7 separate regions of the Mus musculus genome follow, and all the other regions are linked to region 3. The links are chromatin contacts, called in public promoter capture Hi-C maps. All regions are on one chromosome and are shown on one strand. The core of a region is the stretch at or near the end of the contact, and the rest is flanking DNA. Distances in the headings are between cores, read along the strand shown.

The links. Promoter capture Hi-C pulls out the DNA fragments that hold promoters and counts their contacts. Capture Hi-C pulls out chosen DNA fragments and counts their contacts.
Region 1: a promoter capture Hi-C map of liver shows a contact between it and region 3, with 4 times the contacts expected there. The contact joins the promoter of Rnh1 here to the promoter of Zfp941 in region 3. A contact is called at or near these places in 22 of 39 promoter capture datasets (the 3T3-L1 cell line, the C10 cell line, the HPC-7 cell line and 14 more), 1 of 15 datasets of contacts at CTCF or cohesin (the NIH/3T3 cell line), 8 of 484 Hi-C or Micro-C datasets (the CH12 cell line, cerebral cortex, cortical neurons and 4 more), 12 of 115 datasets of contacts at active chromatin or transcription factors (bone marrow-derived macrophages, embryonic basal ganglia, embryonic forebrain and 7 more) and 3 of 9 other capture datasets (adipose tissue, macrophages and pancreatic islet).
Region 2: a contact with region 3 is called in a promoter capture Hi-C map of pancreatic islet. The contact joins the promoter of Phrf1 here to the promoter of Zfp941 in region 3. A contact is called at or near these places in 8 of 39 promoter capture datasets (embryonic stem cells, hippocampal neurons, liver and 1 more), 3 of 115 datasets of contacts at active chromatin or transcription factors (all in embryonic stem cells) and 1 of 9 other capture datasets (pancreatic islet).
Region 4: a promoter capture Hi-C map of neutrophils shows a contact between it and region 3, with 4 times the contacts expected there. The contact joins the promoter of Sigirr here to the promoter of Zfp941 in region 3. A contact is called at or near these places in 21 of 39 promoter capture datasets (the 3T3-L1 cell line, 3T3-L1-derived adipocytes, the C10 cell line and 12 more), 2 of 115 datasets of contacts at active chromatin or transcription factors (embryonic stem cells and pancreatic cancer cells) and 3 of 9 other capture datasets (adipose tissue, liver and pancreatic islet).
Region 5: a contact with region 3 is called in a promoter capture Hi-C map of liver, with 2.5 times the contacts expected there. The contact joins the promoter of Pkp3 here to the promoter of Zfp941 in region 3. A contact is called at or near these places in 15 of 39 promoter capture datasets (the 3T3-L1 cell line, 3T3-L1-derived adipocytes, the C10 cell line and 10 more), 4 of 484 Hi-C or Micro-C datasets (bone marrow-derived macrophages, epidermal suprabasal cells, liver and 1 more), 8 of 115 datasets of contacts at active chromatin or transcription factors (embryonic forebrain, embryonic stem cells, neural progenitor cells and 2 more) and 3 of 9 other capture datasets (adipose tissue, liver and pancreatic islet).
Region 6: a contact with region 3 is called in a promoter capture Hi-C map of liver, with 4 times the contacts expected there. The contact joins the promoter of Olfr525 here to the promoter of Zfp941 in region 3. A contact is called at or near these places in 14 of 39 promoter capture datasets (the 3T3-L1 cell line, 3T3-L1-derived adipocytes, the HPC-7 cell line and 8 more), 2 of 484 Hi-C or Micro-C datasets (both in cortical neurons), 3 of 115 datasets of contacts at active chromatin or transcription factors (CD8 T cells and embryonic stem cells) and 1 of 9 other capture datasets (pancreatic islet).
Region 7: a contact with region 3 is called in a promoter capture Hi-C map of embryonic stem cells, with 2.4 times the contacts expected there. The contact joins the promoter of Drd4 here to the promoter of Zfp941 in region 3. A contact is called at or near these places in 3 of 39 promoter capture datasets (cranial neural crest, embryonic stem cells and pre-B cells).

Annotation. Positions count from the first base shown.
Region 1 is chr7:141,167,586-141,170,285 of GRCm38.p6, forward strand. It overlaps Rnh1 (ribonuclease/angiogenin inhibitor 1), which reads right to left and starts at 1,351. Exons shown (of 10, transcript NM_145135.3): 1 at 1,091-1,351.
Region 2 is chr7:141,227,504-141,230,203 of GRCm38.p6, forward strand. Phrf1 (PHD and ring finger domains 1) reads left to right here and starts at 1,285. Exons shown (of 18, transcript NM_001081118.1): 1 at 1,285-1,388. It overlaps Gm51460, which reads right to left and starts at 2,113. Exons shown (of 1, transcript XM_030243134.1): 1 at 703-2,113. The coding sequence starts at 1,708. The coding sequence ends at 1,220.
Region 3 is chr7:140,820,886-140,823,585 of GRCm38.p6, forward strand. Zfp941 (zinc finger protein 941) reads right to left here and starts at 1,293. Exons shown (of 3, transcript NM_001001180.2): 1 at 1,150-1,293. The coding sequence starts at 1,152.
Region 4 is chr7:141,099,183-141,101,882 of GRCm38.p6, forward strand. It overlaps Sigirr (single immunoglobulin and toll-interleukin 1 receptor (TIR) domain), which reads right to left and starts at 1,364. Exons shown (of 10, transcript NM_001355055.1): 1 at 1,297-1,364. It overlaps Ano9 (anoctamin 9), which reads right to left. Exons shown (of 24, transcript NM_178381.3): 24 at 2,037-2,700.
Region 5 is chr7:141,078,450-141,081,149 of GRCm38.p6, forward strand. Pkp3 (plakophilin 3) reads left to right here and starts at 1,320. Exons shown (of 13, transcript NM_019762.2): 1 at 1,320-1,652. The coding sequence starts at 1,421.
Region 6 is chr7:140,321,387-140,324,086 of GRCm38.p6, forward strand. It overlaps Olfr525 (olfactory receptor 525), which reads left to right and starts at 1,315. Exons shown (of 1, transcript NM_146956.1): 1 at 1,315-2,244. The coding sequence starts at 1,315. The coding sequence ends at 2,244.
Region 7 is chr7:141,290,603-141,293,302 of GRCm38.p6, forward strand. Drd4 (dopamine receptor D4) reads left to right here and starts at 1,416. Exons shown (of 4, transcript NM_007878.3): 1 at 1,416-1,711. The coding sequence starts at 1,436.

The DNA of each region.
Region 1 (2,700 bases), core at 101-2,600, 350 kb after region 3:
GCCTGGACAGCATGTGGGTATCCTGGAAGGCTTGAAAGAAGAGATCAGTGCTGTGCTCCTAGCACTGAAGGGAGAGCGGTACTAGGTTCTGTTTAAGAGAAACAGAAGTCACTTCAGCTGCTCTCTATAACAGTTACCGAAACTGGCAAACAGCTCTGTGTGAAGTTACAGTGCCTGGCACAACATGGCTTTACTAACGGGGTCTTCCCCTTCCTTCCCAGGGCTAGGAGGATACCCCCTTAATGCTAACCAGGAGCACTTTACACATATTGACACAAGGGCTAGTGACAGGGAAAACTGAGGCAACGGCAGAGATAACTCACTGTGGACATATAGCCAGGGCATGGAGAAACCAGTTAGCCCCACCCACAACTCGCCAGGGAGTAAAACCAGCACTGCCTGGATCAGATGTGTCATCCAAAGCCAGTCATCACTAGGGCACTGCCACTGGGGTGGGGTAGCTACAGTACTTCTAGTCACAGGTGCAACCCACACCTGCTCTCTTATGCACTACAGACTACAGGGTCCTAGAGTATCTACCTTTGAGGAAAGCACAGGACTGGACTTTATGGGAGGCAGGGTGCCAGCCAGTCCTGACGATCATCTGAGGTCAGGGGCAAGGGATGTGAAAGAACCCAGGCAGCTGGTTCTTCTCCCACACTCCTCCCCCTGTTTGGCCTTGGGACCAGGCAGGAGGTCCCACCAGCCTGGCTTAGAAGCATGATTCAGGCCTCTGCTTTGATGTGATTGGATATTGCTAACTAGCTGCTCCTAGCTGTTGGGTTAATCCTAGGATCTGAAGACACCCTCTTTGGGCCTTAAAGTGAGCGAGCGAACAGGTCGCTGGCGACGGAGCTATGAGGTCAGCCTTCAAGCACCAAGCAAGGCTCCTCTGAGGCACAAATGTGTCACCCTAAGGGAGGAACAGGCCTCAGAGACTCGCCGGGCCCGTGATCCCGCCCCCGCCCAATTTTTTGATCCCTCAAACCTTCTGGTCCAGCCGCTCTGCCACGTATTAAGAGGGCCAGGAAGGGACCCGAAAAAAACTCTCAAAGGCAGCCGGGCGCCCCGGAACATGGCCCTTGCTCACCTGGTGCCGCTGCAAGAGGTCCCAGACGATCCGTTTTCTTCCGCCCAGGGCGGGGCGTAGAGACTTTCGCCGCTTCTCTTTCTCTGGCCCCAACTAGCCTTTCACTTTGCCTACTGGAGACCGCCCACTAGGTCTGTCCCTCCCACATGCAGGCTGCACTTTGGGAACAGAACTTGACAAACCTGAGTCACTTCTTTGAGCCTGACTAAAAATACGTAAAATGATCCACAGCTGCCACGAAATGGGTGTGACTGTGATGAGAGCTTCTGGTATGAACACACCCATCTCTCCTACAGGCCGACCAGGTTTTCATGGCTAGAACAGTGTTCATTATGAACAGCCTTTCTCCCTGGGGATAGGGCTTGGGATGTCGAGAGCCTCTGATGCATGGGGCTCTCAAGCATTTCGTCACTAAGCATTTCTGATATTTGTCTTAAATATCGTTTATATATGAATGCTTCATCTGCATATATATCTGTGCATCGTGCCCAGGAAGGCCAGAAGAGGGTATCAGATTCTTGGGGAATGGCCACCATTCAGGTGTTGGGAACTACACCTGGGTGCTCTGGAAGAGCAGTGTCCTAAGCCATCCCTCCAGCCCATGTTTAAACTTTGTAACATACTCCCAAGTTATAGGATTTGCTTTTGGTTTCTGTATTTTTGAAATAAGGTCTTGATGTGTAGCCCAGGAGGGCCTTGAACATGCAGATTTGCTTCCTGAGTGCTGGGATTCTAGCACTGTGGAAAAAGTCAGCATTGAGAGTTTGTCACTCAGGAGCCCTGCTCTCTTGCACAAATGGCCACACACACCCTTGCCAAGGAACTGGCATCCATCCACCTAAGTGTTTGTTAAACACTTGTCATTTGCCAGATGCTGTTCTGAGTCCCTCCGGGAACTTTAATAATACAAGTAAAGGAGAGTCTAGCAGGCCAGCATAGGAAATCAGGAATTGTGTTCCCTAAAAGACCTGGGACAGGGAGCCCTGAAGGGAGAGAAGGAGGCAAAGAGACAGGCAAGAAAAGAGGCTGGAACTCAGCTTCATAAACCCTGTGCAGTGGCCACTACAGACAGAGCTTAATCTTCATCGCTGCAGAGCCATCCTCATGGAACCAATACCAACAACTGACCTGTGAAGTTGGGGATCAGTTCTTTGGGGAAAGATTAAAGCCTGCCCAATTAGAAGGAAAACTTTGGCCAGCCAGCCTTTATTTGTTGCTGCCATGAAGGAGAATTCCTGAAAAGAAGCTGTATCTACAGAGACTGGCTGATTAGAGTTTCAGTGCTGTGGAGAAATTGGGCTGGTGCAGTTCCAGAGGCTGCCTTATCCTGGGCTAGTTCTACCCCTCTAGAACAGCTCTTCCTTGCCTACCTGTGTTGCAACTAATATCTTGTGATCAGGCTGGCCTACAACTCACAGAGATGTGGCTTCCTCTTCCCCCTGACTGCTGGTAGGAAAGGCAAGTGTCACCACACCCAGCATCCTTTTGGAATCCTTTAGCAGACCAGTAGCTTCCACTAACCAAAAGCCAAGAATGTCATCAGTTGGCATCTTGGACTTACAGAAAAGCTTCCTTCCTCTTGTTGTACCAATCTCTCTGATGTACCCTTC
Region 2 (2,700 bases), core at 35-2,534, 410 kb after region 3:
CATTTTATCTCCAAGGCAGCCTTTTGTCCTCTGCTCTCTGGGGATAACCCTAGCTTTCCCTCTTCTAAGTAGACTCCTATCTCCTCATCTTCATATTCTTCCTTCCCTCTCCTCCCTGCCCCTCTCATCCAGTTTCTCAGTAAATCTACAGTCTGTCTTCTCCTCCTTTCTTTTTCTTTTCTTTTCTTTTCTTTTTTTTTTTTTCTTTCTTTCTTTCTTTCTTTCTTTCTTTCTTTCTTTCTTTCCTTTTTTTTTTTTGTTGTTGTTCTTGTTGTTTTCGAGACAGGGTTTCTCTGTATAGCCCTGGCTGTCCTGGAACTCACTCTGAAGACCAGGCTGGCCTTGAACTCAGAAACCCGCCTGCCTGCCTCTGCATCCCAAGTGCTGGGATTAAAAGCGTGCACCACCACTGCCCGGCTACAGTCTGTCTTCTATTCCTATCAAAAGCCATCCCTTCTGAGCCACAGTGGTCCCTGGACCACAAAATGGGCAGTTGAGTCCAGTGAGCCATGATTGCCACCTGTTTAGTACCTCAGTGTCCTCTGATCCCCTCAGCCTCTAGGTCAGTCTCAGTTTTGTGGGTCTGAATTTTCCCTGAGTCCTCTCATGGTTCTTCCCCTAATCCTATTATGCTCCATACTTTGACCCCTCTCACCAGGCCTTTATGCGTACTAGGCAAGAAAGTGTCCTACTGCCAGGCGGTAACCTCTAGTTCTGTTCTTTCTATTAATTATCTGTGCCATACAATTAAGTTCTTCACGGTGTTCACAAGTTACTGTGCCTCTCCTCGCCGGGCTGAAGGGGACGGAGGAGCTCGTATATACAGGATCCATCATGATTAACTGCATACTGGAAGGGAACCTGAAGACCCAGGGGACATCCTGAAGCTTTTCTCTAGCGCTCCTCCAGCCGCGGGCTGCAGTTAAGTCCAGCCACCAGGAGGAGGCGCTCACGGGAGGGCGGGACGGTTGTGGGCGGAGACGTGGTCCCGGGGCCGCTCCCATTCATCGCGGCGGATGGGGAGTCGGACTGTACCAACTGCATGGAGGTGAGACCCACAGCCTGGTTTAGTGCACTGGTGAGAGCTCGGACAGCACACGCTCAGCAAAACACTGCTCTCCTCTGACAGTACTTGTGATGGGCTAGTCGGTGTTCTGAGAGGAAGGGGACGCGCTAACGTCTCGTCATCCTCCGCCGCGAGTTCCTCCCCGTTTTGGCCTTAGTAGTTTCCACCAACGGGCAGGGCAGAAAGTTCCGGAAGAGTATGGGTGCACTTCCGGGTCGGGGAGCGCGCGGCGACGGCGGCGGCGGCTGACCGGCCTACTTGCGGTCGTGTTCGGACAGAGGCGGGATCGTCTAGGAGCGTCCGGGAGGCGCGAGGTTCCCGGGTACGTGCGGTAGCCGCTCTGGCCCGGTGTCCCTGTCGCGTCCGGCCGCGCGGGCCACCTATGGTGGCCGTACGCTTTGTCTGTGGCCTTCCGGGCCGGCTAGGCCTACGTCGCTCTGGCCGCGGGTCGGTCCGGAGGACGAGAGGGTGGCTGAGGCCTCGAGCTGAGCCCCGGAACGTCCGGCTGCGACCGGGAGGCCCATGGGCGTGGTGCCGGCCACCTGTCTGGTCATGCGGGAACCTGGACTGGTGCATAAGAAAGGTGTGACCCCTAGCTACCTGGTTTTCTGTCCTGATGGCCCTCGCCCTGGCCAGCACCATCTGAACTTGCCCAAATTGTGCTTGATGTCGCGATTATCGTTTTCCTTAGTTCGAGGAGCCCTCCCAGCATTCTCGAGTAGGCACCACTGTCGGAGCTTTACAGCCATAGTTCGGAGAGGTAAAGTCACTTGTCAGTGTTACATCGCTGCAGAGTGGCAGAGCCAACATTGCTTTCAAACCTGTCTTCCTGTCTTGTGTTTGAACCCCGGGTTGCTCCCATCGTGTCTTGAAAGGAGTACTCTGCAACAGAAAACAGTAACGTGTCTGGCGACTGTCATCTTGGCCAGTGGTTGGAAGCACAGTTGGAGTTTGAGATTGACTTGCAGCTCGGCATTCCTCCTTTCTCCCCATAGACCACTCTATACTCATTCCTCTGGGAAGAATGCTGAGTGAAAAGGGCAACCTGTGGCGTCACTCAGCACTGAGAGAAAGCCAAGACTTGTGTGAGTGAGGTTCACAGAGTTCCTTATAGCTCCTCTTTTCTGAAAACTGGGACCATGACCGAGGTCCCCGTCATGAATGGGCCAAAGCTCTGTGTCTATCTCAGTCTGCATTTTCTAATATCAGAGACGGTGTGTTTCAGCAGGAGTCTGTGGCAAATTCTCTGAGCACCAGGTAGACGTAAGATAGTTTATCAGAACTCTTCTCCCTTTACTGTTCCCAGGCAGGAGCAACATGTGACAATTGACATTCCTTAAGTTATGCCCTCTGTGTTTAGAGACCATCAGCTCTTCTCCTGGCCTTTGACCTCTTGGAGAAGGGTTTCGCCCTTCCCTGTGGCTTTGAGTGGATAGCCTGTGTGTTCTTGAGGCCGATGGACCTCTAGGATCTGGGGCCCCTGATCTTGAGCCCTATTTTTCAGCTTTCTTATGCTGTTTTGTTTTGTTTTGTTTTTCTCTGACTGTGGACATTAGGTTTGGTGGGAAGCATAGGGTACCACAGGATAGGCTAGTGAGTTTTTGAATGAATTTTCTGTGAAAGGGGCTTCCTCT
Region 3 (2,700 bases), core at 43-2,542:
AAACAAAAAAAAAAAGAAAGAAAGAGAGAAAGGAAGAAAGAAAAAAGGAAACACACTGTCAAAAAAAAAAAAAAACCCTTACTAATCTATTTGAAAATTATGGTTTGCTTTCTTTTCAGACACTATTAATATGCACACACCTAACAACGCAAATTAAGAGCAACATCTGAGTCTTACACTTTTTTCAATTTTTTTCCTATTGTTTATTAACTATTTGTTTTGAGCTATATTTTGGATTTTTAAGACACTTGGGAATATATGATTTTTTTTTCCTGAAAAATAAAAGAAAGGAGTGTATATCTATGACAAGAAAATGTGCTACAATGAAAAGCTGCCCACAAAGGTCTGCTTCAGGCCCTTCACGAGTACAGCCAGTACCTTCCATAAATGTGAGCCTTCATTCTCAAAAGCAAAACAAGCACAGAACTTTAAAAGCTTCTGAATCAAATATAATGATTTATGCAGGATACTTAAGGAATCCCCAAGCTTGAGAGATGGATCAGTGGTTAAAAATCCCTTGCTGTTCTTACAGAGAACCAGTTTGGCTCCCATTGCCCATGTCAGGTGACTCACAACTGCCACCCCTGATCCAACAGATCCAATGACCTCATCCACAAGCACGTCACATTTGCGTGTGTGCATGCGTATACCTAAAATAACAATAAAAATGTTAATTCCACAAGATAAAGAAAAAAGCAGTTATCAATATAGTGGAAAATTTGGCCGACTGCGCATTAACCAAGTTTTCATCAGCTATGTAGAACAAAATGGCAGAAAGCAGCATCTGGCTCCAGGATCTTTCTTGCCCAGCTGCTGATGGAAACCACACAAGCCAGCCAATAGGAATCCTTCCCTGAGATCACGGTGATCAGCACATCTGAAGTGTATGGCAGGAACACAGCCGCCCAGAGATGGCTCGCTCAGCAGGATCTGAGCACACTACGCAGGGTGGGCAACTAACAGCTTTACCAGGGACCCACTGTCCGCCTAGCACCACCCTGCAAAAGGACCAGACGAGACCCAGAGTCCCCACTGTCTGCACAGCCCCGCCCCAAAACGGAGGAGAGTTGGAACCCCCGCTACCCTGGGGCAGCCTCCAGGGAGACCTGTGGAGGCTGGATCCCGCCAGGACGTCAGGCAGACACTCACCATCTCCTCGCTTCTATAGTATCCCGGGCCCCTACGCGTGCCTCTGGGACCAGATCACAGGATGACAAAGCACCTAACAACGTCAGTGCCTCTGCTGCAGAACAGCAGGAGCTCCCAAAGGTGCCAAAGATGGCCAGCTCCAGCGAAAGCACGCGAGGTTTTGAGAGCCTGCCCACCGCTCTGGCCACGTTCCTAATTGGACAGTTATCAAACAACACCTCTGATTGGACAGGGCTCCAGGCCCAATTCCTCTACCTTAGGATGGCAATAAATGATTGCTGTTGATCTGTTTTGCATTGGGTTTGGGTTTCAATTTCAATTTGGTTTGGGTGGATTGAGCCCAGGACTTCTGTCAGCAGCTATGTTAAAGGCAAATTTTCCACCAGGAGGACATAGCCCATCAAAAGACATTTTAATTTAACTTTACATAGTCATTATCAATTTATTGATATGTAACTGATCTGTAAATATTCATACAGAGGAATATAATGATAGTTACCTTTAAGCCCATCAAATGGCATTTTAATTTAACTTTAAATAGTCATATCAACTTATTGATATGTAAATGATCTGTAAATATTCACACAGAAGAATATAATGATCGCTATCTTTAAAATTCACTTAACCTTTCCAGTCTCTGGTGTTACAGTGTTCTAGTACACAACTAGAGAGTAAATGTTAGAAAGCTCAGAAGAGGCGGCTTCTGAGGTTAAGAACTAGTACTCGTTCTTCCAGAGGACCTTAGGTCTGTTCCTGGCACCCAGCCGACTCATAGCTGCCTATGCCTCCAGCCCACTTCTGGCCTCCCCCAGCACTGCACTTAAGTGCACATATTCCCTGGGCACTCACATAAAACAAGGGGCTGGAGAGATGGCTCATAGGTTAGGAGCACTGGTTGTTCTTCCAGATGATAAGGGTTCCAGTGGTCCCTGAAGACTGCCTTTGTGAGATGTAGGTTTAACTAGAGAGAAATAGGGAGAGGACACTGCCGGTGTGTATAATTAATCATCCCTAGTAGTCAAGTATGGTTGGGTTGATGATCAGTTTGGGTTCTGCAAGGTGGTCTTAGCAGACCAATCTGGTTTGCATTATGACTCTTGCTTCTCTATAGAACCTCAACTGCCCGCATTTGGAGATGGTCTATCCTAGGCGCCCTCAATTGTTTGGAAGTAATTTTTATTCCCTAGAGGTATTTATCAGTCCTGTAGTTTCTAGAATTCAAAGAATTCCAGTGGGACTTGGGAGCTGGAACAGGACATTGTAAACGCTAAGCGATGTGTAAAGGGGGTAGATACAAATTCAAAGCAGAACTGCCAGGCTTTGATTTACTCTGCATTTACTCCATGTGGACCCAAGTGAAAAATCAGTAATACTATTTTGATAAAAAGTGATTTGGGAGTACTGTTTTATCGGGAAGCAACTTAAGCTTTGACGTGAGAGGCAATCCCTCAATGCAGGAATGCCCACCACATATACAATGTGAGGCCCAGTGTAAAGTTTAAAGTTTCTCCTATTCACATTTTTTAAATTAGAAGAAACAAGCAAATGGCC
Region 4 (2,700 bases), core at 114-2,613, 280 kb after region 3:
CAGCACTTGGGAGGCAGAGGCAGGCGGATTTCTGAGTTCAAGGCCAGCCTGGTCTACAAAGTGAGTTCCAGGACAGCCAGGGATACACAGAGAAATCCTGTCTCGAACCCCCCCCCCAAAAAAAAGAAAAAAAAATAACCTTATGGTTGGGGGTCACCACAACATGGGGAATTGTATTAAAGATTAAAGAGTTGCAGCTTCATAACAGTAGCAAAATTAGTTATGAAGTAGCAACAAAAATAACTTTATGGTTGGGAGTCACCACAACAAGAACTGTATTAAAGGAAGGTTGAGAACCACTGTTCTATCCCATACCCCAGCCTCAGGCCACTCTTGCATAAAAACTCAGATGGCCTCAGATATTTGCCTCTGCAGTCTTTTGAAGGCACTCCAGGGCCTCAGAATTTAAATCCCAGCCTAGACCCTCGGATCACTCAGCATTGCCTCCGTATTTTGAGGTTCCTGGAAGGCCCAGGTCCTGGAGGCACAGTCCTTGAGCTATAGGGGCATCCTGTGCTATCAGATGAGTGAGTGTTCTGGAGCTTCGGAGCTCGAAGCCCCAGGCCCGCTCCCCACTTGTGGATCCGGTTTTTTGCTGCTCAGCATCTCGACACCTGGGTGCTGCTCAGCGCTACTCTTGCGCCGCCCCTGTTTCTGGTGTGTGTTGGATCCCCACATATCTTTCTTTAAAGAAAGGAGTGTGCATAAAAGGCCTCGAGGAGACCAATTCCCCGAGTTCATCCAGCTCCTACTTCTTGCCCTTGGTCTTCTGCGGGTGGCGCACGACCTGTTTCCCGGAACTCAACAGGTGAGGCAAGCCGACCTATCAGGCACGCGTGCAGAAGATGGGGACGCGCACGGAGAGCGGAAGCGCGCCGACAGCTAGTCTGGGCGCGCACCGAACGCTGGCGCTCACAGGAGGCGAAGGCTCTGCTAGGGTCCCCGCGAGCCCGGGTCCCTGCCAGCCTCTCACTCTGCTCAGGTGTCCTAGACTTGCTTAGGTTTGAGATACGTTTGTTGGGAGCGAAGGCGAGGTATTACGACCCCTCGCCCGCCTCTACAGGCTTGCACTTAAATCAAGAGGAAGCTATTGACCATGTTGGGCAGAATGAAAAGAGCAAGGCCAGAGAAGGGGACTGGACGCAGTGCTCTCGAGCTTCCGGGCTGAGCGGGAAACCCGTCTGGTTCAGAGCTACTTCCTGCGGGACCATGGCCCCAAGGCTCCTCGGAGCAAAGTGCTCCCAGGTCCTCAACCCTAAAACTGGAGCGGCTCCAGGAACCAGGACCTCTACTCACCTCCGCGTGTCTGAGTCACGACTGCCACCCACCTGAGACTCGCGCGGAAGCTGACAGTTTACCTGTCCGAGGTGCGCAGCGGCGACAGACCCAGCGGCAGGTGCAGCCCCGCCCCGCAGGCAGGGCTAGGGCGGACCTAGTGTCCCGCTTTAAGCCTGAGGCTAGTGCTGGTGAGTGTAGGAAGTTCCGTCCCGGGATCTTCAAACTTCCCGGCTTAGGGGCAGGGTTTGGTTTGACCAAAGGAGCCCAACCAGCGCAACCCGCAAAGGGCCACCCTGCTGACTGTCATGGTGTTTTGCCTCTCCAGCCCAAACTCTTCCTTTTCCTCCAGAAAGTCTTTCTTGATTCACATCCCACTCATAACTGACCCCGTGTCTTCTCTTGCCACTCAAAACCCCAGATATTTGGAAGAACCTTCTTCCATAAGGTGCCCCGCGCTTAGACAAAGAGGCAAAGCCGGGCGGTGGTGACGCATGCCTTTAATCCCAGCACTCGGGAGGCAGAGGCAGGCGGATTTCTGAGTTCGAGGCCAGCCTGGTCTACAAAGTGAATTCCAGGACAGCCAGGGCTATAGAGAGAAACCCTGTCTTGAAAAACCAACCAACCAACCAAACAAAAACCAAAGACAATGAGGCAAACCAAAGAAGAGCCAGGTGGCCCCAGGCTGCCATAATTCATCCCATCTCAATCTAGCCCAGGGAAGAAATAATCTCTAGAAACTGGATCTACATCATGAGGCTCAGAAATCAATACACACAGGTTTATTTTGCTTGTAAAAAGTTTTGCCGCTGTACGGATCCAGGTTAACTGGGAGGGAGGGGATCCAGAAGTTACTCTCTAGGCTTCCCACAAAGCAGGAGGCCACAGAGCAGGATCTGAGGCCCAGAAGCCAGGAGGTCCATGGCTTCCCACAAAGCAGGAGGCCACAGAGCAGGATCTGAGGCCCAGAAGCCAGGAGGTCCATGGCATTTAGGCTAATTTTACTGCATGGGGGTTTTATGAGCAACCTGCAGTTCTATAGGTACTAGGGTCATTCAAGAGTCTCAAGTCAGGTCTGTACCAATCTGAACCGTAGGAAAGTTGAAGCAAACCCCACAGGCACATCTGTGCCGTTCATAAATACCCTAAATATACATGGATTTCAATGATCCCTACATATACAAGTCTCCCGTGGTTAACATATACACATGGGCTTCGTAGGATGCCCATATACACCTACATATAGTCTAGGCCCTCCTTTGATCTTCATGTATTAACATATATGTAGACCATCCAGGATCCTACATATACATGGGCCATTTTACAGCCTCCCTCAACACATACATACACATTGTTATGGATAGGGGCAAGCTGTAGAGGTGGGGACTTATTCCTAGTCCAGGCTCCTGGAAAGTGGCATTTCTC
Region 5 (2,700 bases), core at 70-2,569, 260 kb after region 3:
CCTGCCTCCAGCCACAACCAGTAGATCCCCGCCAGATTCTATCCTGGGGGTAGGGGGCTTCACCCTCGGTGCTCTCTCCCCAGCAATCTCTGACCTCTGACCTCTGACTCCCATCCTCTAGCCCTTCCTACTCATCCTGATCCTGTCCTGGATGCTGTCATTCTCTGAGCACTCTCCGTTTCCAGGACTCTGCGCCTAGTCACCCTCTGTTAATGTCTTTAAGAGTCCAGGACTCTTAAAGGGCCTGGTGTGGGACAGAGAGCTCAGGCTGAGCCCAGGGACTAGATTTTAGAAAAGTACAGCCCTTAGGATAGAGACCCAGGAATACTTAAGGGAAGTCCCAGGGAACGTGAGGCAACTTGTTCCCATACGCCAACTTTCCTAGTTTTGTCTTTTAACCTTCCCAATCTACCTAGATGGCCGGCCTAACTCACAGCATGCTAGCCTACCTGACAGGGGTGCTTGGGAGACCTTCTAGGAACAAGCTTTGGTGCCCCTCACTTCCAGTCTCCCCGCTTTCTCTAGCCCAGCTCTCCCCCCAAACCTCCTGGCCCCCCAGCCTGGCAGGTGCTGACATGAGCCTAGGCCCCTCTGAGTCAACCCCCTGGGGCAGCCCCGCCTGCCAGCCATGACTCAGATGTTGGGAACGGGGCCTCCCACCCCAGGCCTGGGGGGCAGAAGCTGGGGAGAGATGCCAGAGAGGGCCAAGCAGCCCTTCTGAAGCCTCTGTACAGGTAGAGGCTGGGGTGAGTTTCCAGATTCGCAGGTCAGGGGGTGGACATATGTCTACCTCACTGGGCTCTCTTATTGAGTTGTCAGGCCCAGGTTTAGGGCCATCATGGTACTGCTCTTGACCCTAAAACTCTAGCACTCAAGTTCTTTATCCTCTATCCGGACTCTGTAAACCTGAAACTGTGTCTGGATGCCAACCCTGCTGGGACCTCAACAAGCCTGGGTCCAGCTGTCTTGGAAGCTGCTTGGTCTTTGGTACTCTAGAGCTCCCAACCCCCCAGGCTGGGACATTCCTTCTCATATGGCTTGTAGTGACAGGCTCCCACAGGCTCCCTGCCCTACTCTCAAACTGAGAACGCTGGCACCCATGGGGTTTGGTCTGGACTTGGAAGACTGAGAGCAAGTAGAACCCACGTTCCTGTGGCCCTGGGACAGGAGGAAAGGGAAGGCCAGGCGACTTGAGGACACGCAGGGCCAGTTCTTCCGCCCAAATTCCACCTTAAGCAGGCAGAGGCCCCTCCCTCCCACCTGGCCCAGGTGTCCCCGCCCCCAGCCAAGCTCTGGGCTGGGCGGGCGGGCGGGCGTCTGTCTATGAGAGCCAGCCAGGAAGAGACTCTGGAACCGGGCCTCGAGGGACAAGACCGGGAGAGGCCCAGGACAGGTGGGCTGGCTAGTCGCCCCTGTCACTATGCAGGAAGGTAACTTCCTGCTGTCTGCCCTGCAGCCTGAGACTGGTGTTTGCTCCCTGGCTCTGCCTTCGGACCTACAGCTGGATCGCCGGGGTGCGGAGGGACCGGAGGCTGATCGACTTAGAGCTGCCAGAGTCCAGGAGCAAGTCCGAGCCCGCCTCCTGCAGCTGGGCCAGCAGTCGCGGCACAATGGGTCTGCTGAGCTTGATGGCTCCGCGGAGAGCGCCAGAGGTAGGCCAACTTTGGGTATGGTAGGCGACAGAGGGTAATGAAGTTGGTAGTGGTGACAGTGGCCGGTGGAGGTGGCCAGGGCAGGAGTGGTGGTGCCAGGGGCAGAAGCCGTCCAAGCTCGGGGTTCAGGCTTTGACTCACCTTACAGAGGCCTGTTCTGAGTCACTGCCCCGCCCCAGCAGGCATAGGGAGTAGCCTGGGTGGGGCATCTCTCCTTCCCCAGCCGGGACAGGGGTCCTGGGGCTGGGCCTACCCACTCCCTAAGTTGGAAAGACTTGGAGGCACAAGGTGAGCAGCCAGGCCCACCTGTCGGCAAACCCCCAAACACATTCCCTCCCAGCACCACAGAACACAGGCATACTTGAGGTCTCAGAGAGGCCAGAGTGCCTCCTGACCAAATGGTAACAGCATGTGAGAGAGGGGTGATCCTGGATAGAGCCCAGGTCTGTCTGGAGCAGGGGCTCCCTGAGGAATTGCAGAACTGGGCCTACCAGGAGTGACCCAGATACACTTCATGAGAATAGCCCAAAGGGTACTCCTCAGGGGCAGTGTGTGTGTGTGTGTGTGTGTGTGTGTGTGTGTCTGTGTCTGTGTCTTTGTGTGTGTTAGAGGGTCACTCAGACAGGCTGGGCTCAAGGCAGTCACTCCAGAAACATCCTTTCCATACCTGCCAGGCTACAACAACAGGAATTAAATTTAGCCAGTACAATGAACCTCTGTTCGGAGGTCCAGCCCTCAGTTCTCAGTGGTCCCATGATGTCTGGCCAGAAGGAGAGGGTTGTCTGGCAGAAGGGCAGGTCAGGAGCTGGATTGCTGCCTAAAATCTGAGCCTAAGTCTTTCTGGAGCCAAGTTGATGCCCAGGGGTCATGGGGTGGGGGAGGGTACACGGAGGGGTTAATTATCACTTGGCTACCCTGCCAATTAGGGGGAGGAGGATAGTAATTTGAGGGTGGGCGTAAGGTCCCCAGGCTGGGGTGTGCCCCCTAGGCTGGCCCTCACTAGCGTCAAAGGGTTAACAGCCCCTGCCCAGAAGCCTCATTAACCTGG
Region 6 (2,700 bases), core at 65-2,564, 500 kb before region 3:
AAGCAGACAGTTACTAGGGTTGAGATGTAGACAGAGGGAATTTGGGGGGTTCAGTTGAGAGGCCCTGCCTTCTGTATGAGGCCCCTGGGATCTGCAGGGAAGGCTCACAGATAAATCTTTCCTTTTGTGGGCACAAGTATGGGTCTTGAAGTTTCTATGGGTAGCTTAGCTCTTCAATAGGAGGGGTTGGGGAATCATAGGCTCAGGTCCTTCTCTTAAGTTCACCCTGTAGGAGAAAGACCTTGATCTGTGCAATCACAGGGGGAAAGTGTCTTCCTTGTTCAGCACATACCCTTTGTGACTTCTTTGTTTTCACATACCCTTTGTGACTTCTTTGTTTTCATGTAGCCAACATCCCACTCATGGAGTCTCCAGGATGGGTGTGGGCCTGCTCATTCCCATCAGATAGTAGAAAGGGGCAGAGCTCTTTCTCTGCATGCTGATCAGTTCCTATTCTTCTCTACCTGAGAGGCCCATATGCTTGGAGAGTCCTGGATGATTAGAGATATATGTGTATAAGGTGAGGGGAAGATAGACTTGAAGCTGGGTAGGAGTGATAGCCTAGAAATTGGGGGCTGGCGTGAAGCCAGGTCCATGCCTTTCATGTTGTTTCCAGTCCTGGCACAGCCTGATACCTTCTCTGGCAGGCACAAGCCTTCCCAGGGTAGTGAGTGATACCTGTTGTCCTCGCTGGGTTTGTCATCCTCAAGGGAGTGATTTAGAGTGGCCACGTAGAAATAGACAGTTCTGGTATTTACAAAAGGGTTATATTCATTCCCCAAGAGCCAGGGCCATCTGTACCACCTACATGCCATTCTGTAACAGCTTCGTGTTCTGAATCTATCACGACCCCAAAACATACATCCTGGAACTGTTTTTATGCCTGCCTCTGAGAACCCTGGCCCACTCCTTGATAAGGTTGGTCTTCTCTAGGTTCAAAAGGTCTATGCTGTGGAACAGACTGCCCCTTAGTATGCCTTAGCTGCCTGGTGTACATGCTGAAAGGAGCTCCAGTTCTCAGAGTATCATAGGGCATGATCTATGTTAAATCAAACAGAAGCTGTAGATGGATATTGCCCATCACAGGCAGGGGTTCCTTCTGTTCTGGGTCTACTGTGTACAGAGTGGAGAGTTCATGCTCACACTGTCACACTGTGTTGAGAGATGATGTTATCAATTCTACAGAAACAGAGCATTGAGAAGCACTCCTACTCACGGCTGTCTGAACCCAGTGTGAAATGATGGCTGCCTCACACCTGGTGTCTCCTTGACCATCCCATCTGTGTCACAGTAACTCCCAGGACTCACTCTCAAATGGAAATAAACAATTACACAACTGTGGTGGAGTTTGTCCTGCAGGGACTCTCTGAGGACCCTGGGCTCCAGGCTCTCTTCTTGGCCTTTTTCTTGCTTCTTTACATCCTGGCTCTTGCAGGAAACACCCTCATCATCATAGCCATCAGCCTCAACTCAAGCCTTCACACCCCCATGTACTTCTTCCTTGCAAACCTGGCCCTGTTGGACATCGTCTGTACATCCACTGTTCTTCCCAAGCTGCTGGAGGGTTTGGTGGGTAAGAGCAGCCACATTTCTTATAAGGGATGCATGACCCAACTCTTTTTCCTGACCTGGTTTCTAGGGGCTGAGCTGCTGCTGCTCACTGCCATGGCCTATGACCGCTATGTGGCCATCTGTCGCCCACTGCACTACAGCATGCTGATGAGCTGGCCCATCTGTGTCCTGCTCGCCGGCAGTGTGTGGGTCATCAGTGCAGCCAGCACATCTGTGCACACTGGCTTGATGGCACGACTCAATTTCTGTGGCCCCAACCAAATTCGTCACTTTTTATGTGAAGTCCCAACACTGCTGCTTCTGTCTTGCAGCCCAACCACCCTCAACAACATCATGATTGTCATTGCAGATGTTTATTTTGGTGTGGTCAACTTTCTGTTGACTATGATATCCTATAGCTTCATCATCACCAGCATCCTGCGCATCCGCTCCACAGAGGGCAAGAAGCGAGCCTTCTCTACCTGCTCTGCCCACCTGGTGGTGGTTGTCCTGTACTACTCCACCGTCATCTACACCTATTTGCAGCCTGGCTCCGGATCCTCCTTGGAGAATGGCAAAGTAGTTGCTTTATTGTACACAGCAGTCAGCCCTACCCTGAACCCCGCCATTTATTCTCTAAGGAACAAGGATGTCAAAGTTGCCCTCAAAAAGTTATTTCCCTGTTTCCAATGAGGAGGCAGAAGGCAACAAATGTGACTTGATCAAGCTGTTGATGAACTATTTGGGATGTGTGACTGAGAATCTGATGTCCTGTCAGAGAACAGATAGGTAATTCATATGGATGTACATCTTCTGTGCTCTCATTGGAGGAGCCACTGGCCATTTTCTTTTGGAAGTGAGGACATCCAGGTTTGGGGTAGGCTGTGTGTTTATATCCTGGGTAGCTATCTCTTACGTAGAGCTTTTTGGTATCATGCATTGGAGAAAATCACCCAGACCCGGATATTGGACTAAGTCCTCTTAGTTTGGACTTGAGAAGTGTGTCTGGTGGCACCATGGTCCTTACACCTCTGAGAGGAGAGAGAACAAGCAATATGCTTCTCATACCAGCAATGCCCAGGAAAGGTGTGGGTTGACACATCTCTTCTTCTCCAGTTGGGATGCTTTGCTGTCATAGTAGAGGATGCC
Region 7 (2,700 bases), core at 166-2,665, 470 kb after region 3:
TTAGTAGTCTAGTAGTCATGCTCAAAGAAGAAATAAAGGGATCTCTCCCACCTCCCCTCTCTCTTTCTTTTCCTCCCATCTAGTGATAGGGGGTGTAACAGGGGGAGGGGAGATAAAGGGTGGGAGAGAGAAGAACCCACAAAGTAGCAAATACCAACTACAGTCTACCTCCACTTGAAGATAGCCCTTTAGTCACAGGACTCCAGGTAATCTCTCTCAGCATTAGTAAGCCCATATACAAAAATTCTTTCATCAGCATAGTCCCCAGGTACTTTCACTGCAAGGGCTCCCAATCTTCCAGGGACTGTCCTTGCTGCTGTCTCTTCTCCTGTCCTGATTCTACAGTGTCCTCTCAACCTGTGCTGTCCTGTTCCAGCCTAGGTTCCTGTGCTGGCACAGAGAAAAGTATGGCCTCCAGATGTGGCTTGGGAAAAGAGCCCCCATGTGAGAGTTCTCTCAGCTCAGAGAGTCCTTGTCAGGTAACCCTGGTAGTCAGCGTGCCATACAGTATCAAATGCAAGGAAGCTGAGGGTCAAGATAGGAAGTGGGGTAACCACTCAGCGGCCCACAGAGGATGGTTAAGGCTTAAGGCTGAACCAGACATGGTGGTCCACACTCTTTAATTCCAGCACTCCGGAGACAGAGGGGAGGCCGAAGGATCTGAGTTCAGTGCTAGCCTGCTGTACAGAATAAGTTCTAGGACATACGCAGGGAAACCCTGCCTTGAAAAGTCAACAACAACAATAATAAAATTAATAATAATATATTAGATAAAAAGTTAAGACTGGGCCTTGGAGGTGCCAATTATCAATTTCACCATGGTCCGCTTAAGCACTGACTGATGGAGACTTGGGAAGAGAGATGGTGAGAAAAGTAGGGCCAGCCAAGGCCTGGATCCCAAGAGTTGCTGCACATCTGCCCACAGAGAATGAGCTTGGTGTGCTGCTCAGTATTGCTAAGCCCAGAACCGTTAGTGAAAGAGGCGAGGAGCCTTTAACCTGTTCCAGAACCAGAGCTGATGGTTTCCCACGTGGGAAGGACCCCAGTGCAGGAGTATAGATAGGTTCTCCACATCCTCCAAGGTATCTTGGAGAGCCGCTTTTGACAGGTAATTTAGTGGCCTGTCTCCTGGCCAGGATGGGATGGCTGGCTCTGACGAATCTGGTCCAGACAACCTGCTTTTCTACCTAGGTTTCTGGAAGCACAAACTAGCCCCGATGAGGGGACACATCAGCCGCTGCTTAGCCTTTTTATGCCAGTCACTTCGCTCATTTCTCTTGAATTGAAGCATTTCTCCCTCTGCCAATTTCCTAGAGTTCAGAAATTCAAGCCGGGGCGGGGCGGGGCTGGACGCGCTGGGGGCGGGATTCCGGGTAGCCCCTGCCTGCAAATCCCCAGGCTCAGCGCCTCCCGGAGCGGGTTCAGCAGTGGCACCATGGGGAACAGCAGCGCTACTGAGGACGGTGGGCTGTTGGCCGGGCGTGGGCCAGAATCCCTGGGGACTGGCGCCGGGCTTGGGGGCGCGGGCGCGGCGGCGCTGGTGGGGGGCGTGCTGCTCATCGGCTTGGTGTTGGCAGGGAACTCGCTCGTGTGCGTGAGCGTGGCCTCCGAGCGCACGCTGCAGACACCCACCAACTACTTCATCGTGAGCCTGGCTGCTGCCGACCTCCTCCTCGCGGTGCTGGTGCTGCCTCTCTTTGTCTACTCCGAGGTGAGCCTCGGTGCGCTCTTCCCCTACCTCCACTGCTCCCAGCCCCCCAGCCCCAGCGCAGTTTCGCGCTTGGACCCTCAGCCACCTTGAGCCAGGGTGTTTGCAGGGACGTCAGGTCTCCTCACTCCTGACTATCCACTCTCTCCCGCTCTTCAGAATCTTTCGCCTACTTTTCCTCTTGTCCGTCACCCTACCATCCTCTGGATTCCTTCCTACTCTGTCTGAGAGCTACCTACCCAGAGAGGACTCGTGTCCCTAAAACCAAGAATCGCAGAAAATTGTCCTTCCTATTTAAGCCCTGGCTTCCACTGCAGAAATGCTGCATCCCCCAGCCTGTGGCAAAAAACAGCTAGCTAGACAGGCGAAAGTGCAGACACGCAGCATCAGCATCACTACCGATGACTACTGCCTTTTGGGAACACACACACACACACACACACACACACACACACACACACACACACACCCCAGCCTGTGCCAGCTCACTCTCACCCTTCGGAAGAAGCCCAAAGCCTGCAGCCACCCAGCTCCCAGGAGCTCGGAGCAGCAAAGGGTGAAGGCAGAGAGGCCTGGGCAGGATACTGAACCTGAGGGGCCGCTAAAGGGAGTGGGTTCAGGACCTTTTGGAGACTCCTGGAACACAGACACCCCAGATCAGGTCTGGCTCGTAGGTGGGTCTGCTGTGGTTACTGGCAATTCTTATCTGCCCACGGTTTGGGCAGGGTGGGGTGGGGTGAATGGTATTTCTAAAGAAGACCCTGAGTTCTGGAGCTGGAGCAGAGGCCAGTGGCCACACTTGACCCCAGGTCCTCCCCAAGGCACAGACGTCACTGTGATGATTCTTAAGCTCATAATCATCCCAAATCAGTGTGAAGGGATTTGGGGACGGCTGGTTTGAGACGGCTGTGTGCTCCTTTGCCCTTGAAAAAGAACACTCCGTGCAGCAGATTCACAGACAGCCCGGCGAGGTCTTTGTATTTTTAGGACAC